2 separate regions of the Pan troglodytes genome follow, and region 2 is linked to region 1. Evidence: chromatin contacts called from public Hi-C data. All regions are on one chromosome and are shown on one strand. The core of a region is the stretch at or near the end of the contact, and the rest is flanking DNA. Distances in the headings are between cores, read along the strand shown. Region 1 holds the start of LAMC3 (laminin subunit gamma 3). Region 2 overlaps ABL1 (ABL proto-oncogene 1, non-receptor tyrosine kinase).

Region 1 (6,523 bases), core at 1,331-3,830:
ACAGGTATGAGCCACCGTGCCTGGCACTAACATTTTTAAAAATTATATTTAACCATTGCATTGATCTAAAGATGGGTATATTAATATCATACGTTAAAACATGTTCTTCAGCCTAAAGGTTCTTTTTTTTCTTCTGAGTTTAAAGATATTAGAACAGTTTTTGTGGGTTCCTAGAATTCCTGTGGGCTGCCATGTTTCCTGTGCCTGATAGATGAATTTGCTTTGGATGGGTGCACAGCCCAGCTCAGGGTAGCTGCGTGGACCATCAAGAGTCTGCTGCAATCATGTTCTTGACCATAAGAGAAAACTTTAACAAAGAAGCTTCCATAACACCATCAAAAAAACAATTTGGAATTACATTAAATTGATATTTTAACTTGGGGAGAATTTGTATATTTAAACAGTTGGAAATCCGTGAATATAGATGCTGGTCTCTTCAGGTTTTCTCTCTCTCAGTAGCATTTTATAATTTGGTTCATTTATATCTTGCACATTTCATACCAGATTTATTATTAGGTGTTCTACCATTTCCTACATTATTGCTGGCATCAGTTTTTTGTTTGTTTTGTTTTGTTTTGTTTTGTTTTTGTTTTGTTTTTTTAAAAACAGGGTCTTGCTCTATTGCATAGGCTGGAGTGCATTTGCGTGACCTCGGCTCACTGCAACCTCTGCTTCCTGGATTCAAGCGATTCTTGTGCCTCAGCCTTCCAAGTAGCTGGGATTACAGGTGTGCCACAATGCCTGGCTAATTTTTGTATTTTTAGTAGAGACGGGGTTTCACCATATTGCCCAGGCTGGTCTCGAACTCATGACCTCAGGTGATCTGCCTGCCTCAGCCTCCCAAAGTGCTGGGATTACAGGCGTGAGCCACCGCACCCAGCCAGAAAATGCCTATTGCTGGCATTGGTTTTCGTACTCTATCCTGTAGTCAGCCATCTTACGGAGCTCTTATTAATTTTAATAGTCTTAGTAGAATCTTTTAGATTTTCTAGATGTATGTTCAGGTAAGTAGAAGATATAAATATTTTTATCTTTTAGGTTTTTTGTCTTATTGTATTAGCTAGAACTTCCAAAATAACCTTAGGTACCAGTGGTGATATCATATCCTAACTCTACTTAGATATAGTTCCGAAATCTCTAACTTATTCCATGGGTCTATTCTGTAGTCCTTTCCAGAACCGTATTGTTTTAATCATGTGTAAATAACTGGTAGTGAATCAGCCCACTACAGTTCATCTTGCTTCCAAAAATTTTCTTTCTTTCTTTTCTTTTCTTTTCTTTTTTTTTTTTTTTTTTTTGATGGAGTTTCTCTCTTGTTGCCCAGGCTGGAGTGCAACGGCATGATCTCAGCTCACTGCAACTTCTGCCCCCCGGGTTCAAACAATTCTCCTGCCTCAGCCTCCTGAGTAGCTGGGATTACAGGCACGCACCGCCACACCCAGCTAATTTTTGTGTTTTTAGTAGAGACGGGGTTTCACTATGTTGGCCAGGCTGGTCTCGAACTCCTGACCTCAGGTGATCTGCCTTCCTCAACTTCCCAAAATACTGGGATTATAGGCGTGAGCCACCGCGCCAGGCCAGGAAATTTATTTCTATTTTCCTTAGAGTTCGTCTGGGAATGGCTGCCTTTTTTTTTTTTTTTTTTTCGAGATAGGGTCTGACTCTGTTGGCCAGGCTGGAGTGCAATGGCATGATCACAGCCCACTGCAGCCTAACCTCCCGGGCTCAAGGGATCCTTCCACCTCAGCCTCCCAGGTAGCTGGGACTACAGGCTTGTGCCATGACGCCGGGCTAATTTTTGTATTTTTTTTGTAGAGATAGGGTCTCACTATTTTGCCCAGGTTGGTCTCGAACTCCTGGCCTCAAGTTATCCTCCCGCCTCCACCTCCCAAAGTGCTAGGATTACAGGCGTGAGCCACTGCGCACGACCTGGCTGCTAAATTTTATCGAATGACTTCTCTCCCTCGATTTGCTAATGTTAATAAATGGGAAGTAAAGGGGGCATTTATGGGGGTTGGGGCAGAAGACAAGGAAGCCCTCTCTGAGGTGACATTTGTGATAAGACCAGGTACCCTTGTCACAAATGTCAGGTTAGAATCTCTTTGCTGTGGGGACAGAGTGCAGCCGGCAGCAGGAGTGCTTTTCAGGGTTAAGGGCGACAGGAGCTGTGCGGAGCCATGTCACAACCCTGTCCAGGGCACACTTTATTGCTAGGAGGAGATGCGCAAACGGTAGCGATCAGGTAGAGTTAGATCCTCGTGTCCCCTTTTATCTCAGGACTCCAAGGCACTGCTGAACAGTTTCTGTTTAATGAGCAGCCATTGAAGCCTCCCAATGGCGAGAATGAGCCTGCATCTTTACCGACCCCACTCCACAGACGAGGAAACTGAGGCTCAAAGAGGCCCGGGTCGCCTCTGGGGCGGACTCCCGAGCCGCGCACTGCCGGGAACGTCCAGCAGGTGGGAGTGGGCGCCCGGGGACGGCGCGGTCCCTGGTATTTTTAGTGGGGTGGGGCCGCCGCCGCCCGCCCCTCCCTCCAGCCTCCCCGCCCCGCCGGGGAAGGCGGGTCCTGGCGGCCAGCGCGCGGTCCGCGCCCACCCGAGCCGAGCGGGGCCGGCAGAGCGCGCGGCGTCGGTGCCCTTGACCATGGCGGCGGCTGCGCTTCTGCTGGGGCTGGCGCTACTGGCACCGCGGGCGGCCGGCGCGGGCATGGGCGCGTGCTATGACGGCGCAGGGCGCCCGCAGCGCTGCCTGCCGGTGTTCGAGAACGCGGCGTTTGGGCGGCTCGCCCAGGCCTCGCACACGTGCGGCAGCCCGCCCGAGGACTTCTGTCCCCACGTGGGCGCCGCGGGCGCGGGGGCTCAGTGCCAGCGCTGCGACGCCGCCGACCCCCAGCGCCACCACAACGCCTCCTACCTCACCGACTTCCACAGCCAGGACGAGAGCACCTGGTGGCAGAGCCCGTCCATGGCCTTCGGCGTGCAGTACCCCACCTCGGTCAACATCACCCTCCGCCTAGGTAAGCGCGGGCTGGGGGCACCGCCACCGCACCCCGTGTCCCCACTCCACTGGGGGTCTGAGGCTGAGGCCTGAGCTGCTGTGCGCCCAGGTTGGGCTGCAGGACCCAGATATGGTGTTGGATGGGGGGCTCAGAAATAGGAATTAGGCTGGGTGCGGTGGCTCACTCCTGAAATCCCAGCACTTTGGGAGGCCGAGATGGGAGGGTCGCTTGAGCCCAGGAGTTCAAGATCAGCCTGGGCAACGTAGTGAGATCCCATCTTTACAAAAAATAAAAATAGGCCGGGCGCGGTGGCTGACGTCTGTAATCCCAGCACTTTGGGAGGCCGAGGTGGGTGGATCACCTGAGGTCAGGAGTTCGAGACCAGCCTGGCCAACATGGTGAAAACCCGTCTCTACTAAAAATAGAAAAATTGGCCGGGCGTGGTGGTAGGTGCCTGTAGTTCCAGCTACTCAGGAGGCTGGGGCAAGAGAATCGCTTGAACCCGGGAGGTGGAGGTTGCCGTGAGCCGAGGTCACACCACCGTTCTCCAGCCTGGGCAACAGAGCTAACTCCGTCTCAAAAAAAAAAAAAAAGCTGGGCGTGGTGGTGCACACCTATGGTCCCAGCTACTCAAGAGGCTGAGGCAGGAGGATCACTTAAGACTGAGAGGTTGAGGCTGCATGAAATATGATAGTGCCACTGTGCTACAGCCTGGGCTACAGAGTGAGACCTTATCTCTTAATAAAAAGAAAGAATGAAAAAAAGAAGAAGAAAAAAAACAGGACCTGTACCCCTAGATAGCCAGAAGGATAGACTGAGGGGTGCCCCGTGGGGCGGGAGAGGCAGGAAGTCGCTTGCTGAGCTTTGGTTCTAGGTTGCAATTATAATCCCCTGTAATGGTTTTCCATCCTAGACCGGAACTGTTGGGGAGGTGACACACCAAGGACTGAATTGGTCACCCTCTAGGGCAGGGGCTCCTGATCTTGGGTCTTCTGGTCAACTTCAGGTATTCAGTGGACCCCTGAAGCTGCCTGCAGTCCTCGGGTGGGTTCTGGAAGATAGAAGCTGTGACGTTCATCACTGCACAGGCAAAGTTTAACCCTCTGGGGAGGAGGACTAAGTTTCTTCGTGCTGCTGGGCAGCTGCGCCCGGTGGCATGGCCTCTCCGCCCTGCTCATGACTTGCCGAGGTGCAGAAGCCCTTAGATCTCCAGGAATCAGAATCTGGAGTCTGGACCCAGCCCCGGTTCTCAGCCCCTGCCCCCACTGCAGGGAGCTGGAATGCTCTCTCCTCCCTCCGTGTTCAGCCCGATTCCCATGTCCTCTGTGGCCGGGTAAGCGCCAAGTGTCTTTCCTGTTGCAGCCTCCACTGCCCTTTCAGGAGGGGCTGGTATCACTGGTTAGACTCCCTTATCTTCGAGGTCAGCCTCCCAAAGCTTTGAAAACTCAAATTATTTTTATAACTCATTTTGGCTGCTAAACCTGACCTGAGGCTATTTATAAGCTATGTTTATCCTAGTGAGAATGAATATTCATTTGCTTTGCTACTGAAATCTCATTTGAGTACAGCCGGCAGCCCCAGACCCCACTGGGGGTATTAGCACAATATATGGTATAAGGCCTGCATCGTCTTTCTAAAAGCTGAAAAATTTTCAATTCCCAAACACATCTGGAGCCTAGGAGTTTGGATTAGGGATGATGGGACTGTATCCCATGTTTCAGCTGAGAAAATTGAGGCTCGGAGAGGTTATTTTGCCCAAAGGCACAGAGCTGTTAAGTGAGCATCTGAGCATGGACATCAGAGGTCAGAGCATAAACTCTTTGATGTGAGTTCCGCCACCCATCAACTGAGTCAGCTCCACCTCAGCCTGGTGACAGTGTCCTGGGGAGGGCTGGGAAGTGACATTGGAGTGGGGTGCGGGGAGGACCGTGAGCCCCCTCTGCAGAGCACACAGGTACTGGCTACCACCTCAGAAACTCCCTTCTTCTGGGGCCACGTCATCTTCTCTCAGCCTATCTGGATCACTAGGTGGGGCTTCTGAATGGGACGAGGGGGAGGGGACAGGAAGCCAGTGGGGAGGGGGGAGGCTGGGGGAGCTGTCTGGATGGAGCTGGCAGGACCCCAAGGCCACAGGGGAAGGAATCTGGGACAGGGTGGGGAGTTGTGGGGGAGACACAGTGCTCCATGGCAAAGGGTATCACATGTGTCCTGGGAACCCAGGGGCCAAGGAAAGAGCTCAGCCCAGGCACAAACAAGGTGGGAGGAAGTTGGGAGAAATGGCCAAGTTTTTGGATTTGAGGTAGTTCCTGTTTACTGAGCATCTACTGTGTGCCAGGCCCTGTGCTGAGCTGTGCACCCTCGTGGAACTCTGCCTAGAACCTTAGAAGCAGAATGGTTCTGATCCTTCTAAAAGCAAGGAACCTGAGAGCCTCCACACTGTGAATGTAGAGAGCAAACACACACGCACGCACGCACGCACGCACGCACGCACACACTCCCTGCTGTGTCTTATCCCAGTGAGCATTCTTCCTGTTTTGTCGCCGAAAACCAGGCATATAGGAGAGAGTCCACAAGTGTGAGTGACAGGGTCACCACCTCTGTCCTGTGCTCTGGGGCCAGCTCAGCATTCTCTTTTGCCTGCTCTGGGAGGCAGAATAGGGTAGAAATCACGAAAGGGGGCTTTGGACTTAGGCCCAGCAGAGCCACTCACTGGGCAAGTGGAGTCCCCTCTCTCAGCCTCAGTTTCCTCACCTGTACCGTACAGATAAGAGTCGCCACTTCCTGAGCAGCTGTTCGGGTTCATGAGCCCGGGTCGGAGCCATGGCAGTCCCTGTGTGTGACCAGCGTGGCTGCTGAGACAGCTCAGGGCTGAGGCTCCCCTGCGGGGATTGAGAAATGCTCCTCCCGGCCACCCTGCCTCCTCAAAGACATCCTGATGCTGGTCTCTGTTTACGCACAAGGGGCGCCGAGGGCCCAGCGCAGCCCCAGATTTGGCCTCTTTTTGGTTTCCTATGACTTAGATTTGCTCCAGGCTAAGCCATGGCTTGCATAATAGCGGGGGAAGGAGAGGCCTGGGATTGTCGGTGTCCCCTGTGGAGGCCGTCTGATGACCTGTCCTCCTGGTCCTTAGGCCACCTCTGCTGGCTCTGTCCCCCCACTGCTCCCTCTCCTTGAAGGCTCATGGGAAGGGAGAGTGGGCGGCCAGCTCTGGCCCGGGGTCTCCTAGAGGGAATGGGGCGAGGGGCAGGGAAGGAGATGGAGGTCGCCGCATTCCCAGCCCCCCGTGGCTCCTGGACATCTGTTCCGGATCCTCCCGTCATCTCTGAGCTGAGCCTTCCTGTCTGGGATGAAAGGCAGCAGTGGGCTCTGGCAGCCCCAGCCCGCCACCAAGGCCCAGGGAGGCCACGGGGCTGGGGCCTGGAAGTCAGTGGGGTGTTGGGGGAGTGGACAGTGACGGGGGTACAGACCATTCCGGGGCTCTCACCGTGTGCCAAGGACTCGCCCAGGTGGCATCCCAAACCG
Region 2 (6,441 bases), core at 1,804-4,303, 240 kb before region 1:
GTTCCCCTGCCCTGGGACATTTGGATAATTGCTTTTTTTTTTTCATTTCAGGTTCTAGTTCAAATTGAATCCAAGTGAAGTGACCCCATAATACATGTTAATTGTGGAAAAAAAATTTAAATTTAGCAAAGTAAAGAATAGAGCATGTCACTCTACCATCCACTCAACATTTTTCTGATTTTTTTTCATTTAATTTATTCCATTTGTTCATTCTCTTAACACAATGCCTACAATATGCCAGGTATATTATATTGGTGTTAGGTTGGGCTATAATATTAAAAAGGACAGTCATGGTTCTTGCCCTTGAGGTCTGTTAGATCAGGAATTCAGAAGTGGCTTAGCTGAGTGGTTCTAGCTTGTGGTCTCTCATGAGATTGTAGACAAGATTTCAGCTGGGACTGCAGAGTCATCTGAAGGCTTAACTGGGGCTGGCAGGCCTGCCTCCAAGATGGCTCACTCACAGGGCTGGCGAGCAGTGCTGGCAGTTGACAGGAGGCCACAGTTCCTTGCCACACGGACCTCTCCACATGCTTCTTGCATGTCCTCACAACATGTCAGCAGGTTTCCCCAGAGCAAGTAATCCAAGAGATCACAAGGCAGAAGTGACATGTCTTTATAATCACAGATGCTACCCTGCTGTTCTGCAGTATCCTGTTGGTTCCCCAGTCTACCCTATTCAGTGAGGGAGGGCACTCACTCACCAAATGCGCCGGGAATCAGTGGGGGCATTTTGGAGGCTTGCCACTCGCTGCCTGTAAAATGAGCATCATAATGGCACGTGTACCGCTACCACCCCCTGCCAGCACAAGGGGAACATGAACCTAACATAATGGGGGCAGGGACCGGGCAGAAGAGGCTTCCCAGAGGAGACACTTAGGCAGAGACTGGGCCGCTGAGTGGGCGTTTGGGAGGTGAGGGTGTTCCAGGCTGAGGGGAGGTTTGTAGGAAGGTCCTGAGTGGGAAGGCACTGCCTGCAGTAGCGCATGGCCTGGAGGAGACAGCAAGGCGGGCCAGGGTCAGAGAGGCCAGGACACACACATCACTGTGTCCTTGAGGGAGATCTTTCTTCTCTAGGAATATAGCTGAGCTTACCCCAGAAACCAGGGGAGAAAATAGGAGCCGAGTTTTCTGGAGTGCGTTTCTTCTGTGAAGTGAGGTTTGTGTGTAGGAGGCATCTGTCCAGAGCTTTTCAAGTTTTATTTCATTATTGCTGGAGGGAACTAGCTCTGGTCCTGTTGGTTGGGACTGAACTGTATTGCTGACTCTTTCCCATGTTCAAAGTTCCCCCTTCCATTAGGGGGACTGTGCTTTGTGCTTCTTCTTGTAACAATATGTTTAGCTTATTTAGCAGCATCAGATTCTCCTTCTGATGTATGCATTCGATAAACCTGGACACCTGTGCAGATTTCTTTTTCGTGGTGGCACTGTGTTTTCTTTTGCTTGTTATGCGTAAGGTCAGATATGTTGTGTTTTGGGTCCCTGACACCTTGGGCTTGGATGAATAATGTCACTTAAGAAGAGGCAAGTAAAAGGCCAGGCACAGTGGCTCATGCCTGTAATCCCAGCACTTTGGGAGGCCAGGGCGGGTGGATCACGAGGTCAGGAGTTCGAGATCAGCCTGGCTAACATGGTGAAACCCTGTCTCTACTAAAAATACAAAAATTAGCTGGGCGTGGTGGCGCATGCCTGTAGTCCCAGCTAATTGGGAGGCTGAGGTGGGAGAATCACTTGAACCTGGGAGGTGGAGGTTGCAGTGAGCCAAGATTGTGCCACTGTACTCCAGTCTGGGTGACAGAGCAAGACTGTCTCAAAAAAAAAAAAAAAAGAGGATACAAGGGATACAAGTAGAATTTGTAGTGTGCTGATTAACCAAAGACAAGTTCCTCCACCCTTTTCTTTTTGGCCAGAGTTGATCATTTTCAGAATTCATCATTTTGTCAAGATGATTTTTTTGTTGTTAAATATGAATGATTTGCTTTCCTCTGGACTTTTAAGGCTTCCTGAAGTTACATGCAAACATTTGTGCAGTCTCATGTTTGGTTATTGGTTTTTGGGTTTGCTATTTTTGGGCGAGGAGGTCCATATCCTTCATCAGCTTCTCAAGGGGTTTTTTCAGAGGTACAAGGGGAGGCTTTGGTTTGGTTATGACAGTGCTACAGCCAGCAACCCGGGGGCCACCTGGGTGCTGCTCCCCACTTCAAAACGTGTAGCTAGCAGGATGGAAATCCTGTCTACATGGAAATCCATGTGGTGTTGGATAGGCCATGATTCATTTCCCTAAGCCTCAAATGCTTCTATTGTTTGTAGTTTTTCTCCCAGAACCTTCATGATCCATTTTTGTACATTCTTATGGCCTTACGATAAATTCCTAGAAGTGGAATTTCTACATCAAAAGAATAGAAACTTTTAAAGGTTTTTGATACATATTGCCAGTTGCCCTTCTGGAAGGTCTACTGGGTACGTCAGTGTACCTGAGTGTTAACAGTGACGGATCAGTATTCATTTCTCTTATAAGGAAGGAAATGAAAGTCATTTGGTAACGTAGAGGCACAAGTAGACCTGACAGCCTTTGTGTTTCTCTTCTGTTCTTTAGGCCCCCCAGTTCCCTTTACTGCTTTCTTCTTTATGCCACAGATTTAATGCTTGAACACATATTGAAATTTTGGAAAGTTACTGTGAATCTAATGGGGCATAATAGGCAGGTTTTCTTAATCCTGGCAATGACCAAACTAATCACTTGTCTGTGGTGGCTTGGTGGAAAAACAGTTTGTCAGCAGAATTTGGTAAAGAAACTGTCACAAGGACAGGGTGTTGGTCTCATATTTGAGTGCTTCCCTGAGGAACGAAAAGATAAAGGGAAGAATTGGGTGAATTCATCAGACTGTATTTGGCAGATGGAGATGAAGTGGGTGCAGGTCATCGCCCACGACCTGTTTCCCAGGCTTGCAGAGAAACTGCTGCTCAGGAGCTTGTGACTGTGAGGGCCCCGGGCTGTGGCATGCGTTGGTGCGCTCTCAAGAATGCGGCCATGGCACTCACAGACACATACCAAGCAGCCTCGGCCCCCAGTGCCCCCGCCAGCCTGCTCAGGGGCATGCGGATGACTGGTGCCTGGAAGGCGGGTCTTGCTGGGCAGGACAGATGCCTTACTGTCAGGACAGATGCCTTACTGTAGGCCCAGGAAGAGATCCATGACCGCAGACAGACTTCTGCGTAGGGCCCTGAGGAAAGAGTGGTAAACATGCAGTGAAGGGCGGCCCCACCACTGGTGGCTTCTGACAGGGAGCTGGAGGGTGCAGGTACTGGATGTGTCTCATTGGGATACAAATGAGTGTGCCCCGTGGTTAGGAAGATGAGGAAGTGTAGGCACTTGCAGGGGCCTTTTCTTTTGAGTTGGTGAGTTCCCACCAAACCTGGCCTTGTCTGTTTTTGATGCCTTAGGACTTGGGGACAAGGCCACAGCCTGTGACCCCAGCATCATCTCCCCCCAGGGCCTTGCCACCCTCTAGCTTTCATCCTTGCCTCCTCCTCTGCCCTCTCTTTCTTGTCCGATACAGTAACAAGTGCCTAGAATAAATCTCACACCACCCACTGCTCTGCTGTCAGGGCTACCACCCCGGCCCCACCCTGCCTTGCCCCGGCTCTGATCTCAAAGACTTCCCAGCCTCCTGTTGCCATCTGGGTCTGTCCTCCTTCTGCTAGCAGAGAGACCCTCCCTTAGAAACTTACATCAGATCTTTTCACTACCCAGTTTCCTGTCCCTCGATGGGTACCCATCTCAGTTAGAGTAATGTTCAGCTTCTCACCACAGCCTGCGTGGTCTGGGCCTGGTTTCCCTCTCGAATTTCCCTCCTGTCACTCCCTTTGTTTACTGCCAGTTCTTTTTCCTCTTAGGGTTCCCTGGGCCCTGCCCTTCACTCAGCTTCTGGTGCCTGGCTCTTTCAGACCCATGCAGGCCCCAGCTCACGTGGCATCTTTTCGGAAAGACCTTCCCTGATGGCCCAGGCCACAGTACCCACACCAGCATCAGCTCTTTGTCCTCTTCCCCTTTTCATTTCTTTGCAGCTCATGCCATCTGAAACTACCTCATTCAATTATTGATAGATCTGTTTGGAATTCCAGGAGTCCCTTAGCGATCCCATTCTTCTAAAGACTCACATGGCCTCAGAATGCCATGTTACATTGGAGAGTCTGACTTCTTGTTTTCTGAGACGGAGTCTCACTCTGTTGTCCAGGCTGGAGTGCAGTGACACAATCTCTGCTCACTATAACCTCCGCCTCCTGGGTTCAAGCGATTCTTGTGCCTCAGCCTCCTGAGTAGCTGGAATTACAGGTGCCTGCCACCACGTCTGGCTAATTTTTGTATTTTTAGTAGAGATGGGGTTTCATCATGTTAGCCAGGCTGGTCTCGAACTCCTGACCTCAGGTGATCCACCCGCCTGGGCCCTCCAAAGTGCTGGGATTACAGGCAGGAGCCACTGCGCCCGGCCTGACCTCATATTTGAATACCGAGTTTTAGTTCTGGAGGAGCTGCAGGTTTTATGAAAAGGGAACACATTTGATTCCTCAGAGCAGCCACAGGCAAGCTCTCTGAAGTAAAGTGCACGTGTGCATGTGTGTGCACACTCACACACACGTACACACACATTCACAAATAGGACATCTCTTTTAAACAGAAATGGCCACCTGCATTTGAGAAAATAAAGTTTCATGCAGAAGAAAATGACATGTTAAATTCAATCATCAAGATTTAGACTGGTGGGAATTCTGCACAACAAATGACTTGGTTTAATTAACATGGAAATTGCGAGGAAAAAAAATGAAGTGGAACCTATGGATTTAAAAATTAGGAAATTTTAAGATTTCCATCGTAATTTTTAAAAAACAATATATTTTACTTCCAAAACCCTGCATTTTCACATGGTAGCTATCTGCTGGAGCTGAGTAGCTGCTGCTCTCTTGAACAGCATCACCCAGATGGGAGAGCCCCCTTCCCCCCAACCCCCATACACTCCTATGTGTACAACTTCCTGAACCCTGTAAGCATTAGAGCTTGCAGCCTCCGCTTTTTCTGTTTCCTTCTTGATGGAAAGACTGGCAGCAGGATTTACTTGGTTGCTACATTTGTGAATTTGTAAAATAATTCATGCTCTGCTAGGTCTGTAACTTGGGAGGCTTGGTGTGCACGGGCATTTAGCAGCAACTCAGAGCGTATGGAAGACTGTCACTGGCAAGAGCAAAGTCCCCCCAGGACAGAGCCAGTGACGACTAGCTGTGTATCCTCAGTCTGATGGCGGTGGAAGTGAGGCAGCACCAAGGAGCAGAAACAGGAAGTTTCCACTGATGAACACCCTGCCCCCAGCTAGGCTGAAAGGCCTCCCCAGAGCCCTTGCATCAGCCTGGCTTTGCACTGGTCTGGGGGATGTTGCTTGTTAGAGCCAGTGAAGAAGAACGGTAGTAAGTTACCTGATGGCCAAGGCTCTGTCTGACCCTGTCTGCTGTCGTGTTCCTGGCACAGAATAGTCTTTGTTGAAGGAACGAATTAGTGCATCCTTGCAAGCCTTGGAGGACCTGTCTATAATAGGCCCACTCTATAGGGTCTTTGTGAGAATTAAATTAAAACCTCTATGAGAAACCTAACTAGAGACAATTGGAAGTAACTTAAATATTTGTTCATTGGGAACAGCTACATAATGGTGGCTGTCATTCTGTACAACACTCTGTGGCTGTTAAAGAGCTAGAGGTAGTTTTATGTGGATTGATGTGTTCAATGTGTTCAATGGAAAAGCAAGGGTAATATAATCCCATTTATACTACAGAGAAAAATTGGGTCTGTAAATATGTTGAGAAAGGTCTGTCGATAGTGGTTATCTTTTGAGAGTGTAATGGATCGGGGTGGGTATGGCCTGGAGACTTGAGGGGGAATTTTTCACTCTTTATTTCACATACATCTGTCATTGGCACAGAAAATTAAGCAGTAAACCTAAAGAAACAGAATAGTGCTTGTTGTATAGTTAGATCAATAACTTGTAACTATTATAAAAGGTAGTTATAAAGTTAGTAAGGGCCAAAGGTCCAACTAGAGTAGGTCGGTTATAGAGCAAAACAGTTTAATCAGTTGTTGTTTAACTTTTATGGAATGCAACTTCTTTAGCTTTAATTTGGAGAGCCAAACTATGGCCCTAGTCTTTTTTTTTTTTTTTTTTTGAGTTGGAGTTTCGCTCTTGTCCAGGCTGGAGTGCAATGGTGCTATCTTGGCTTACTACAGCCTCCACCTCCCGGGTTCAAGCGATTCTCCTGCCTCAGCCTGCCAGGTAGCTGGGATTACAGGTGTGCACCACCATGACTGGCTAATTTTGTATATATATTTTTTAAGTAGAAATGGGGTTTCACCGTGTTGGCCAGGCTGGTCTCAAACTCCTGACCTCAGGTGATCTACCC

Evidence for each region. Hi-C and Micro-C count contacts between places; a contact is called where the count stands out from the background.
Region 2: a contact with region 1 is called in a Hi-C map of stem cell-derived neural progenitor cells, with 4 times the contacts expected there. The contact joins the enhancer-like site here to the promoter of LAMC3 in region 1. A contact is called at or near these places in 1 of 7 Hi-C or Micro-C datasets (stem cell-derived neural progenitor cells) and 1 of 1 other capture datasets (stem cell-derived neural stem cells).

Annotation. Positions count from the first base shown.
Region 1 is chr11:7,440,442-7,446,964 of NHGRI_mPanTro3-v2.0_pri, reverse strand. LAMC3 (laminin subunit gamma 3) reads left to right here and starts at 2,580. Exons shown (of 28, transcript XM_016961884.4): 1 at 2,580-3,019. The coding sequence starts at 2,647.
Region 2 is chr11:7,685,778-7,692,218 of NHGRI_mPanTro3-v2.0_pri, reverse strand. The region is part of intron 1 of ABL1 (ABL proto-oncogene 1, non-receptor tyrosine kinase); the gene reads left to right. Among named protein-coding and RNA genes, the nearest start is that of ABL1, 52 kb to the left of the region's middle. Within about 2 kb of position 3,053, at least 7 of the 24 cell types and tissues checked have an H3K27ac peak or open chromatin away from gene starts, as enhancers often do. A contact at or near this core is called in stem cell-derived neural progenitor cells and stem cell-derived neural stem cells, where this site is marked.